Regions from separate parts of the Anser cygnoides genome. Here regions 1 and 3 are each linked to region 2. A link is a contact called in public Hi-C data. All regions are on one chromosome and are shown on one strand. Each heading gives the region's core, a stretch centred on a gene start, on an enhancer-like site or on the middle of the called end of the contact. The rest is flanking DNA. Distances are from core to core; before and after follow the strand shown.

Region 1 (3,017 bases), core at 127-2,626, 34 kb before region 2:
TATAACACTGCTAAGTAGATTTACAGACTTTAAAATGTTCATTGTCATTGTGTTGGATATAGAACTCTTATGAAGAAATTATTTGGGAGAAGTTTAGAAAAGGAAGTTAAAGACTTTGAACATATTTTAGAGGAAAGAGATAACACGGAAGAAGATGCAATGAGCAGCATTTTTAGAGCTTAAAGATAATGCCTTGATTTTGGGTGGCCCAAGTGAGTGGAGTGACTGGAGTCATAGAGGCAAGAGAGATTAGATTGGAACAGATTAGCCTTTAAAATGGAAGACAGTGCATTTAAAATAAATATATATGATGGTAGAAGGAGCAAAGTATGTACTTGTCCTGGGGAGTTAGTCAAATATAGCCAGGGGCTGAAGTGATGAGAAATGGTGGTGTGTACTCACCAGTGGCAGGACCAAAGGAGTGGGAAGCGTTTGGAGGGGGAGAATAGGATTTAATTGTCTGCATTGAACTCAGTTTGAGGGAATGGAATGTATTTATCTTATGTGGATATCTGCTTATTCTTCTTTTTTCATAATGTACGTGTTGCCAGCCAGCCTCTGTGAAAATGTGAGGGAAACTCTAGCCAAGTCTGCTGGTGCAGTCTGAATTATGCCTGAATAATCTCAGCCTGAAACAGAAAAACATTAAGTTCTTCTTGTTTCTTATGTGTTGTTTAATTAATAGCAAAATGCAAAATATTCACGTAATACAAATAAAAGTTTGTTTTCTTTAAGTTATAGAACTATTTTTTCAGCTTCAAAAATGATTACAAGTACAGCTTTTATTTACAGTTCTTTGGAAAGATTAATACTCCATCTGAGATCCGAGTTCATTTTACATCAGTTTATGGCTTTTAGCTTATTTGACACACAAACCCACAATGCAGTAACTTTGACATGGCTTTTCCTTTACCTTGTTTATGTTACTTGTCAGTGTTAATGCTCCAAAGGAAGATGGCTTACTAGCCATTAGCTGGATTTGGGAGGGGTTTCATCCTTTGGGCGAGCTACCTATCAAAGCTTTAATTTATTATTCTCTTTATAAAACATGTCTGTGTAATCAGTGTCAGAGAAAAAGAAAAGAAAAATAAAAATCCGTATGAAGGGGTTACTGGTTTTAAACCATCAGGTCTGACGGAGCCGGTTGCCGTACTGCTGGGGCTGAGCAGCTCTGAGCACTTCCAGCGACATCTGACTTCAGCTGGCACTGCGAGCGCTCGGGGCACCGCCGACTACGGCTGGTAATTTGTTTCTTGGAATAGTAACAGTCCTCGGTTGTTTCTCTTTAATGTTTTGAACAGCTTTTCCACCCCTACATATGTTTGAATGGAAACAAAGGGCTCTTTCGTTGGTCCTGCTGTTCCCGAGAGGGAGAAGTTGGGAAGCGCCAGGCCGCGCTTGGAGTGACTTAGGGCCGGGCCGCAGGCTGCGGCTGCCCCGGGGTCACCCAGAAACAATGGGAGGCTGGCTAGGGCTTTCCAGGTGGGATATCGGTTTGTTTAAATTGAGGCACATTTCATTTTGTTTGTGATCCTTTTTACTACGTGCAACTGCGATAAAAAACTGTACGACTGTCCATGATTTTGTTTGTAATATTTTCCGATGCTACCACCTGGGCTTTTTATGAGTAACATTTTGCATGGTAAATATCTTTTATCTCCATCACCACCCTTTTTTCCTTTTTTTTCCCCTTTGATGCTCTTTGGAAAATGCACCCTTAGCTGTAAACCAAATCCTGTCATATTAGACCTTAGTAAATAAAACCTTTTCCACATCAGAGGAGTCCTCACAAAGTTCCCTCACCAGCTATCTTGTGTAAATATCCCAGTGTTTGCCTGCAGAGGTAAGTTCAGGGCAGGTTTTTCCCCTGGGGCAGCCTTCTCAGCTTGATGTTGTCCATGTTATTCAGGTGGCTTCAGCGGTGTTTTGTAGTCAGAGGAAAGACGTGGGCTCCCCCCGTGGTCAGTGCAGGGTAGCCAAATGAGACCTCTCTGGATTGTTCATGGAGAGCCTTTCTGCCAAACATTGAAGAAAAACACCTCTTAAATGTAAGCGCTGGGAGTATAAGGCTGACAGGAGAAAGTTTGGTGCCTTGGTTTCTTGTGTGCAAGCTTGTGCTGGGTTAGAAAGTGTCAGGCACTTTTCCTACCCTGTTTCCTCTGCCCCCGAGCCACCCTTTTGTTTGAGGAAAGATCATGGAGGCAATGCAGGATGCCAGCAGGCAAGAAGGATTTGGAAAAAAAACCTGGGCATCTCCTCACTGAATGGGGCAGTACTTTGTTATTTCCTATTTGTCTGCAGTACTTGCACTCTATTGCCAAGCTATTTGAATGCCTCCCGGTTTAATGTGTTTATTTTCATGTCACAGTAAGGGAAGTTGAGAGTATTTATCTTCATTTTCCAGGTGCAGAACTGAAGCTAAGTGACACATTCAAAGTTACCCAGAAAATCTGAGATGGAGTAAGGAATTGGTTTCTTTTCTCCTGGATTAGGCGCTAGCCACTGAACCTTTTCCCCTTTTTGGATTTTGCAAGAGGTGTTCAGCTGATTTCCCTGAGAGCAGCATCAGGTTCTGTTGGCTTCCATACTGTTCATGGGAAGCTTTGTGTAACCTCACCATGAGAGCCTTTGATGGATACATTCTTTGTTCCCCTGCTAACACTTCAAGGTCCATCTTAGAAGGAAGTCTTGCCCTTTTCCTTGCTTTATTAGAAATGAAAAATTAGATCTCCAGCAATCTGTTGACCTCTGCTAAGCTTCCTGGAAGCCAGCAGGCCCTAATGTTCCCAATTAAAAAGTTAACTTTTGAAATTAGATTTTCTAATCAACAAAATTTCAGAACTCTAGTTAGGGAAGTTAATAAAAATGGTTTCTATTTCTCTTTGGTTATGGGCTGTCTTTTTAGTCACTGGCCTCTTGATTAAATATTGCGTTCAAAATGTGGTTTGTCCAAGTGTTGAATTTGACAAAGGCATAAGATATTAAAACCTGATTTTAAATTGTATAGTTAAAAATGC
Region 2 (3,240 bases), core at 115-2,614:
ATGTGAATTACTTCTGGGATTAGGCAAGAAGGATAATTAAGAAAAAAATGGAAAAGAGTTGTCATGGGGGTGGGGTAGAGAGGGGATATACTCAGCAGCATCACAAAAAGTGGGGGGGGGGGGGGGGGGGGGGAACAAAAATAATGCTCCGCACAAACCTTATGGGCAGGAACTTTCTTGGATGCCCCTGGCGGGCCCACGATGAAGTGGACGTCAGCCATGAGTTCGTTATTGAACATCAGCGCGTTCCTGCAAGCGAGGGGAAGGGAGGGAGGTGTGGAGGCCGCTCTGGGGCGGGCAGCCCCCCGTCGCCCCCCGAAGCCACCAGCCCGGCGGCGGGGCCGGTTGCCCCTTGTCCCTCGTCCCTTACCTCTCGCGCAGCGTGGGGTGGAAGGACTGCCAGTTGGCGCTCTCCAAGTTGTTGTTGTTGAGGTTCTGGAGCTGGGGCGGCGGGGGCGGCTGGGCGCTCTGCTGGAGCTGCAGCGCGTTCTTCTTGCTGTTGGCAGCGGTGGCGGCGGCGTTGCTGTTGGCGATGTTGGTGTTGGCGCTGGCAGGGTAAAGTTCTGCAGCCATCTTCTTCTTCAGGGCCAGGGGCACTATCTCATAGCATCCTGGCACCTTGCCGTTTGGCCTCACGCTCTTTTTGGACTTCTTTAAGGTCTCTGGAAGCAGAAGAAAAAAAGTCAAACACTTCATGATCCTGCCATTGAGGCAACCATGGGGCAGTGGCATGAGCAAGAGAACTAACAGATCCCAAGCGCAGGTCCCGCTAGCAGGAGACGCGGTTCGCTTCTAGGTGCGGGGTGACCTCTTTTTTTTTTTCCTCCTTTCTTTTTCCTCTTTTTTTCTCCTTGGCTCCAAGGGGGGCTGCCCAGCCTCCGCGCCGCCGCCACGACTGCAGCGAGCAGGGCTGGCAGGCAGCTCCTTCCCCCCGAGGAAAAAAAATATATTTAAAAAAAAAAATAGAAAAATAGAAAAAAAAAAAAAACCAAGCACACACCACCGAAAAAGCCACAGATCCAGCAGAGCAGACGCAGGGTTGAGGAGCGACAGTCAGTCCCCGGGTCCTCCAGCCGCTACAGCCCGCCGAGGCGCAGCCACCCGCCGGCTCCCCGCTGCTGCTGCGAACGATCGCGCCCGGCTCCGTCCTTCCCCGCCCGGCGGCGGCGGCTGCGGGGGCACATCGGCGGCGGGGCAGGGGCAGGGGCCGGGCCCGGGGCGGCTCCGGCTGCCCCGCACCAAGTTTCCTCCTCCTCGCCCCGCCGCGGGGGCGTCGCTGCCCCTCGGCGCTCCCCTCACGGCGGCGGCGGGACGCGGCTCGGCCCCGCTCGGCTCCCTTCGGCTCCGCTCGGCTCTGCCGGGCCCTGCCTCCGCCTCCCGCCCTAATAGGCAGCGCCGCGCCGCGCGTCACGGCCGCCCCCGCCAATCCGGGGAGCCGGGGGGAGCCGCCCCCCCCCCCCCCCTCCTCCTCCTTCCCACCCTTCCCCAGTCTCCGACGCCCGCCTGGGGGCGCAGAGCGGCCGGGGCCGTGCGCAGCGCCGAGCACCGCCGAGATGTGCCGAGCGCTTCCGAGCGCAGCCGAGATGTGCCGAGGAGAGCCGAGCGCGGCCGAGCCGGCCCCGCCCCGCCCCGCCGCACTTCCCGGCCGCACCGGGCGGGGGCGCCGCTGCCCCGCGCTGGGGCGGGGGGGGGTGGGATGGGGTGGGATGGGGGGGGTGGGATGGATGGGATGGGCTGTGCGGACCGGGGGGGGGCCCGGGGCCTCCTCCCGGAGCCTTTCTGGCGGGTACTGCCCCCACACCCCGGTTTCCCACTTTAGTTTTCCCTTTTATTTCCACCCCCCTTTAATTTTTCCCCATTTATTTTTTCCCACTTTACTTTCCCCCCTATTTTTCCCACTTTATTCTTTCCCCCTATTTTTTCCCCCTTCAACCCCTCCCTTTATTCCCCCTCTTTATTCCCCCCCTTTATTTATCCCCTTTATTTTTTCCCCCGTTTATTCTGCCCTTTATTTTTTCACCCCATTATTTTTCCCCCTTTATTTTTCTCCTTTTATTTATTTCCCCTTTGTATTTTCCCCCTTTTTTCCCTCTCTCCCCCCCCCTTTTTTTCCCCTTTTCTCCCCCCCCTTTTTACCCCTTTTCTCCCCTCTTTTTTCCCCCTGTTTTTTCCCTCTTTATTTTTTCCCCTTTATTGATTTCCCCCCTTTTTTTTCCTACATTTATTATTTCATCACCCTGAGGCCCTCACAGTGCCCCCTCCTCGCTCCCCCCGTGCTCCTCGCCCGCCCTGCAGCCCCGTTACTGCCGGGGAAGGCTCTCTTAAACACTGCACTGGGAGTTTTTCACTCTTCCTGCCACTTCTGCAGGTGGGATAGGGAGCTGCGCCTTTCCTTAAAAATAAAATAAAATAAATAAATAAATAAACCCATTTGCGTCGCAGCCCCCGTTGCGGAAAGCCGGTTTTGCCCCAGCCGAAGCAGCAGCCCCTGAGCGAGGACCTGAGCCCCTGGGGACAGGGGGGGCTCCTTGGGGCGCAGCGCGGTGCTGGGCTGCTGCAACTTGGGTTGAACCCCAGAAGGGTTCGTTCGCCCTGCTTTGGGTTTAGCAGCATCTTAAGAAGTCTTTGTTCCTATTTTTTTTCGGCCCATGCCGGAGATGGTCGTGTTAGCTTTGGCCCGACGTTTAATTTATGTATTGGTAGCTTTGCATCCTGGCCATTTATGGCCTCTTTATGGCTTTTCGCTTAAAAACCGTCCGTGTATTCATTTTCTGACTGGTAGCTTTCAGAACTTGAATTAACGACGTGTAATGTTTTGGCAAATGACCCGTGGGCACGAGCGCTGGCAGAGACCTCAGAGCAGCCGCCACGCGGACCTGCCTCGGTGCTCCCCGATCCCAGAGGGGGCCGAGGAGCCCCCACTGCAACCCCTGTCCTTGGCAGGAGCCGGGTCCCTGCCCCAAAACAGGCAGCTGGGGGCAGAGCAGGCACCGGGGGGCTTTGGGTGCCAGGCACCCATCGCTCCTGGAAGCGCTTCTTCTCCTATTTTGGGTTTGTTTCTGATAATTTTATAAACCCTACTTTTCTAACAAACTGTAGTTGTGTCAATGGGCATGTATGTGAAAAAGTGCTTAAAAATGGGTTTTCCTAAGCTGTTCTCCCAGGCAATCTGCTTACAACGAGCACCTAAACATGGTAGGGAGCTACTAGTAGGTAGGGATCTAGTAGCACACCGCACGG
Region 3 (3,238 bases), core at 127-2,626, 56 kb before region 2:
AATTAGAATATATAGCATACATGACATTCAGTTTGATTTTTCAAGTGATTTTAATAACTTAGGCGTGGCTGTTTCTAATTCTGAGGTGGCCTTTCATCTGTATGAACTATAAACCAAACCATTAAATAAACAGTTCATTAACCTGTTATACTCTAACATTTGAATGAATTCCAGAATTTTACTAAATTGGCTGTTACCGTGTCAAGAGCTTTTCCCCTTTTACCAGCAGAAGTCAGGTGTTAGAGCCGAGTTTAGCTCTTTCTTTAGCAGAATCATAAAATGTTACTATTTACTGATAAAAAGTGCATGTATTTCTAATTGAAAAGAATCCAAATTATACAGAACCAGAACTAAAATGTTTTTTCTATGCTGATTACTGTACCTTAACTTTGCCATACAATTTTCTTAAGGTGCTCACTAAGGTCGCCAGGTGGTGCTGTTACACACTGATAAAAGCGCTTGTTAATAAAGCTCAAATTCTAAAAGAAAATGCCGTTGTCGTAATTATTCAACTGTAATTTCATGGGAGGAGTGGCAAGAAAGTTTTTTTCTTTAATCATGTCTTTAAATTAGAGCTCTTCCTGAGAATTTTGGTTTTGCTCTTCTGGCTGCTCAGTGTGAAACTTCCCACGTTGTTGTTTAGGACCATTTCTGCTGTAAAAAAGGGATAATGTGTGTGGGATAATGCAAGAGGTTGCGTGCTGGGTGTGTGGGACCGTATCTGGGCTGTAGCCTAGGTGATTTCTACTTGGGTGATGAGCTTATGAAGTTTCTCATTAGGTAATGAGGGAGGATAACATGCAAGTACTGCATGTTTTATCAAAGGTTGAAGAATGAAGAGCGATGTCTCTTCATAAGCTGAAAATAACTGGTTTCCTGAATAGCATTTAATTTAATCTTCAGTTTTTGAAAGACAAGAACTCCAGCCTGTTATGGGAGGAGGCTCCTTACAAAAAAAAAATCAGGCTATGTGACTTTTTTTAATATGTTCAATACATGTCATGTTCCCCTTCTTTTTTCTAGGAAAAAACCAAACAACTTCATACATCCAAAATAGTCATTTTTTCTAAAGTCGTATACTAGTTAACGTTGTAAAGAAATTTTCTTTTTCTCCAAAGGTTTTGTGGAAGTGCCTATTCGTGGATGAACTGTGAAATGGGAAAAAAAGTTGCAAACTGTTCCTTTGAGTGAAGATTTGTAGTGTCGTTTTGTACTCAAGTAATTGAATAATTTGGACAATACGGACAATTAAATACTAGGCCATGTAGACTAAACCTAAGTACTGTCAAATATGTAGGTAAAATGAAGGAGGGTTAAGTAATTGTGGGAGGGAAAAGGTTGTCAAAGGATATCTCTCCTGAAGGCATTAGCGTGGCTATCACTTTAGTTGTGACTTCCTACCCTGAGAATGTAACACTTCAAAAATGAATTGTATTGCTTCACACATTAATTTTTTATTTTTTTTTACTACTCATTGATTAGTTTCTGATAGAAATTACAAGCAAATGATAATTTATAAAGCAGAGAAAAAGTACGTATCTTCTTGAACCCAAGCTGCAGCGTAGGTAAGAAGTTAGGTTCAGCATGCTTAAACCTGTTTTTGAGCTGTGCTCTTTAGACCTCCTCTGGATGTCAGCAGGAGCTGTGTTTGCTTGGCATTGTTCTTTGGGCTCCCAAATATGTATCTAGAAGTCTGGCTTTAATCACCTAGATTTAAAGCCTTTATACTGTTAAAACAAAGCTGTCCCAAACAAACACAGCATAAATTAAGTGAAAAGGTAATTGATTGCTTAGCTGTTCTAAAGTCAGGTCAGATTACTCCTGCTTCAACTGAAAGAGGCTTCTCTTAAGTTTGAGCAATAGCAAAATCAAACAAACGTGGATCTTTCTTCAAAGAAAGGTCATTAGCACTGAATGCAACTAAGCAAGTGGCTAATTACGTTCAACTCTGTGCTTCCCTGAGAAATATGCTGATGAGCCTGTAATTTTTCTTTAACAAAATCAATTAGAGTTTGGATTTTTAGCGTTAGGCAGTATATTTTTTCCTTCATGTACTCGGAAACTACACAGTTGATCATTAGTACTTTTGGGCAGTATATTATGAGATGTGTAATGTTGAGGAAGCAGTTTAGGATCTTAGTTCCAGATTTCAGGGGTATACACAGAGCTGGGTTCTGGTACCGGGATTAGACACGGGTTCTTGTGTATGGTTGTCACACACTAGAGAGAATGCATACGAATATTTACGTCTGTACCTTATCTGTACTGTTTGACTTCCATAAGTCATTATTCAGGGAAAATGTTCCATGCCATTTTTATGGTGGGAATCATGAACTTAGTATTGCTCCAAAGGGAGCTGTGCAGGGTTCAGTAGCCCATTTAGGATGAATTTCTGAGAACGGGTAGCTTTCCAGAATATGGAATAGCTCTCCAGAAACCAAGCAGTAGGTCTGGTCTGAGGTCGTACTGAGCTACTTTGGTGGTCATACAGAACGTGCTAAACCTGAAGGTCACCTCTTCCCTGTCCTTTCAGAACTGATGTATAAGACACAGAGAACTGATGTATAAGACACAGCCATCTTTGGTGCTCTGGCCTTTTGGGAAGCATCACGTTGCCTTGTCTAAAAGGGAGACGTAAACACTGCAGAGTCTCGTGGGGCATAGCGCTGGTGCTAACCATTGGAAGTTGTCTTGTTACGTTCAGGGTGTTACAGAGCCACCAGTGCAGAAGGGCATTTCTAGTTCCTTCGAACACGTGCGTGCACATGCAAGCACAGATCTATGGAAATACTTTTACGAGGGAAAAGATGCTTTCTAAATCAGGTTAGGAGATTGTCTGCTCACAGAATATGTATACTGCACGTTATGAGGCAGTGCAGACAGCTGTAAACTTCTGCTTCCAGACTCTGGGCAGCGTCTTAGATAAATCCGAGGAGCTGCATGTTGTAGAACTGCTCTCAATGCTAGCTGCTGTACTTCTTGCATGTGTCTCACTTCCTTTCCTTGCTCAGGCTGATGCCTTTAGGAAACTGTCCACTTTTTTTTTTTTCTGAGTTAGTGACTTAGCACAAAATGTGAGGAGAGGTAGGAGCTGGTGTGAGGTGTGTTTTGAGGGGAGGATGGAAGGGGGCTGGGGGATTTCCTGTTTCAACTATCTTGGGTAAATTCATCCTCTCGCACTTACCTGATTTCTTATTTAAAAAAATAAAAGTTAAAAAAAATTTCTAATTGCTGACAG

What was found. Hi-C and Micro-C count contacts between places; a contact is called where the count stands out from the background.
Region 1: a contact with region 2 is called in a Hi-C map of liver, with 3 times the contacts expected there. The contact joins the enhancer-like site here to the promoter of BTBD6 in region 2. A contact is called at or near these places in 2 of 7 Hi-C or Micro-C datasets (both in liver).
Region 3: a Hi-C map of liver shows a contact between it and region 2, with 3 times the contacts expected there. The contact joins the enhancer-like site here to the promoter of BTBD6 in region 2. A contact is called at or near these places in 4 of 7 Hi-C or Micro-C datasets (granulosa cells and liver).

Annotation. Positions count from the first base shown.
Region 1 is chr5:58,955,225-58,958,241 of Taihu_goose_T2T_genome, reverse strand. All of the region lies in intron 2 of BRF1 (BRF1 RNA polymerase III transcription initiation factor subunit), which reads left to right. Among named protein-coding and RNA genes, the nearest start is that of BTBD6, 34 kb to the right of the region's middle. Within about 2 kb of position 1,376, at least 1 of the 3 cell types and tissues checked has open chromatin away from gene starts, as enhancers often do. A contact at or near this core is called in liver, where this site is marked.
Region 2 is chr5:58,920,504-58,923,743 of Taihu_goose_T2T_genome, reverse strand. BTBD6 (BTB domain containing 6) reads right to left here and starts at 1,364. Exons shown (of 5, transcript XM_048080665.2): 1 at 1,001-1,364; 2 at 371-662; 3 at 159-249. The coding sequence starts at 573. The region is part of intron 2 of BRF1 (BRF1 RNA polymerase III transcription initiation factor subunit); the gene reads left to right.
Region 3 is chr5:58,976,274-58,979,511 of Taihu_goose_T2T_genome, reverse strand. All of the region lies in intron 2 of BRF1 (BRF1 RNA polymerase III transcription initiation factor subunit), which reads left to right. Among named protein-coding and RNA genes, the nearest start is that of BRF1, 27 kb to the left of the region's middle. Within about 2 kb of position 1,376, at least 1 of the 3 cell types and tissues checked has open chromatin away from gene starts, as enhancers often do. A contact at or near this core is called in liver, where this site is marked.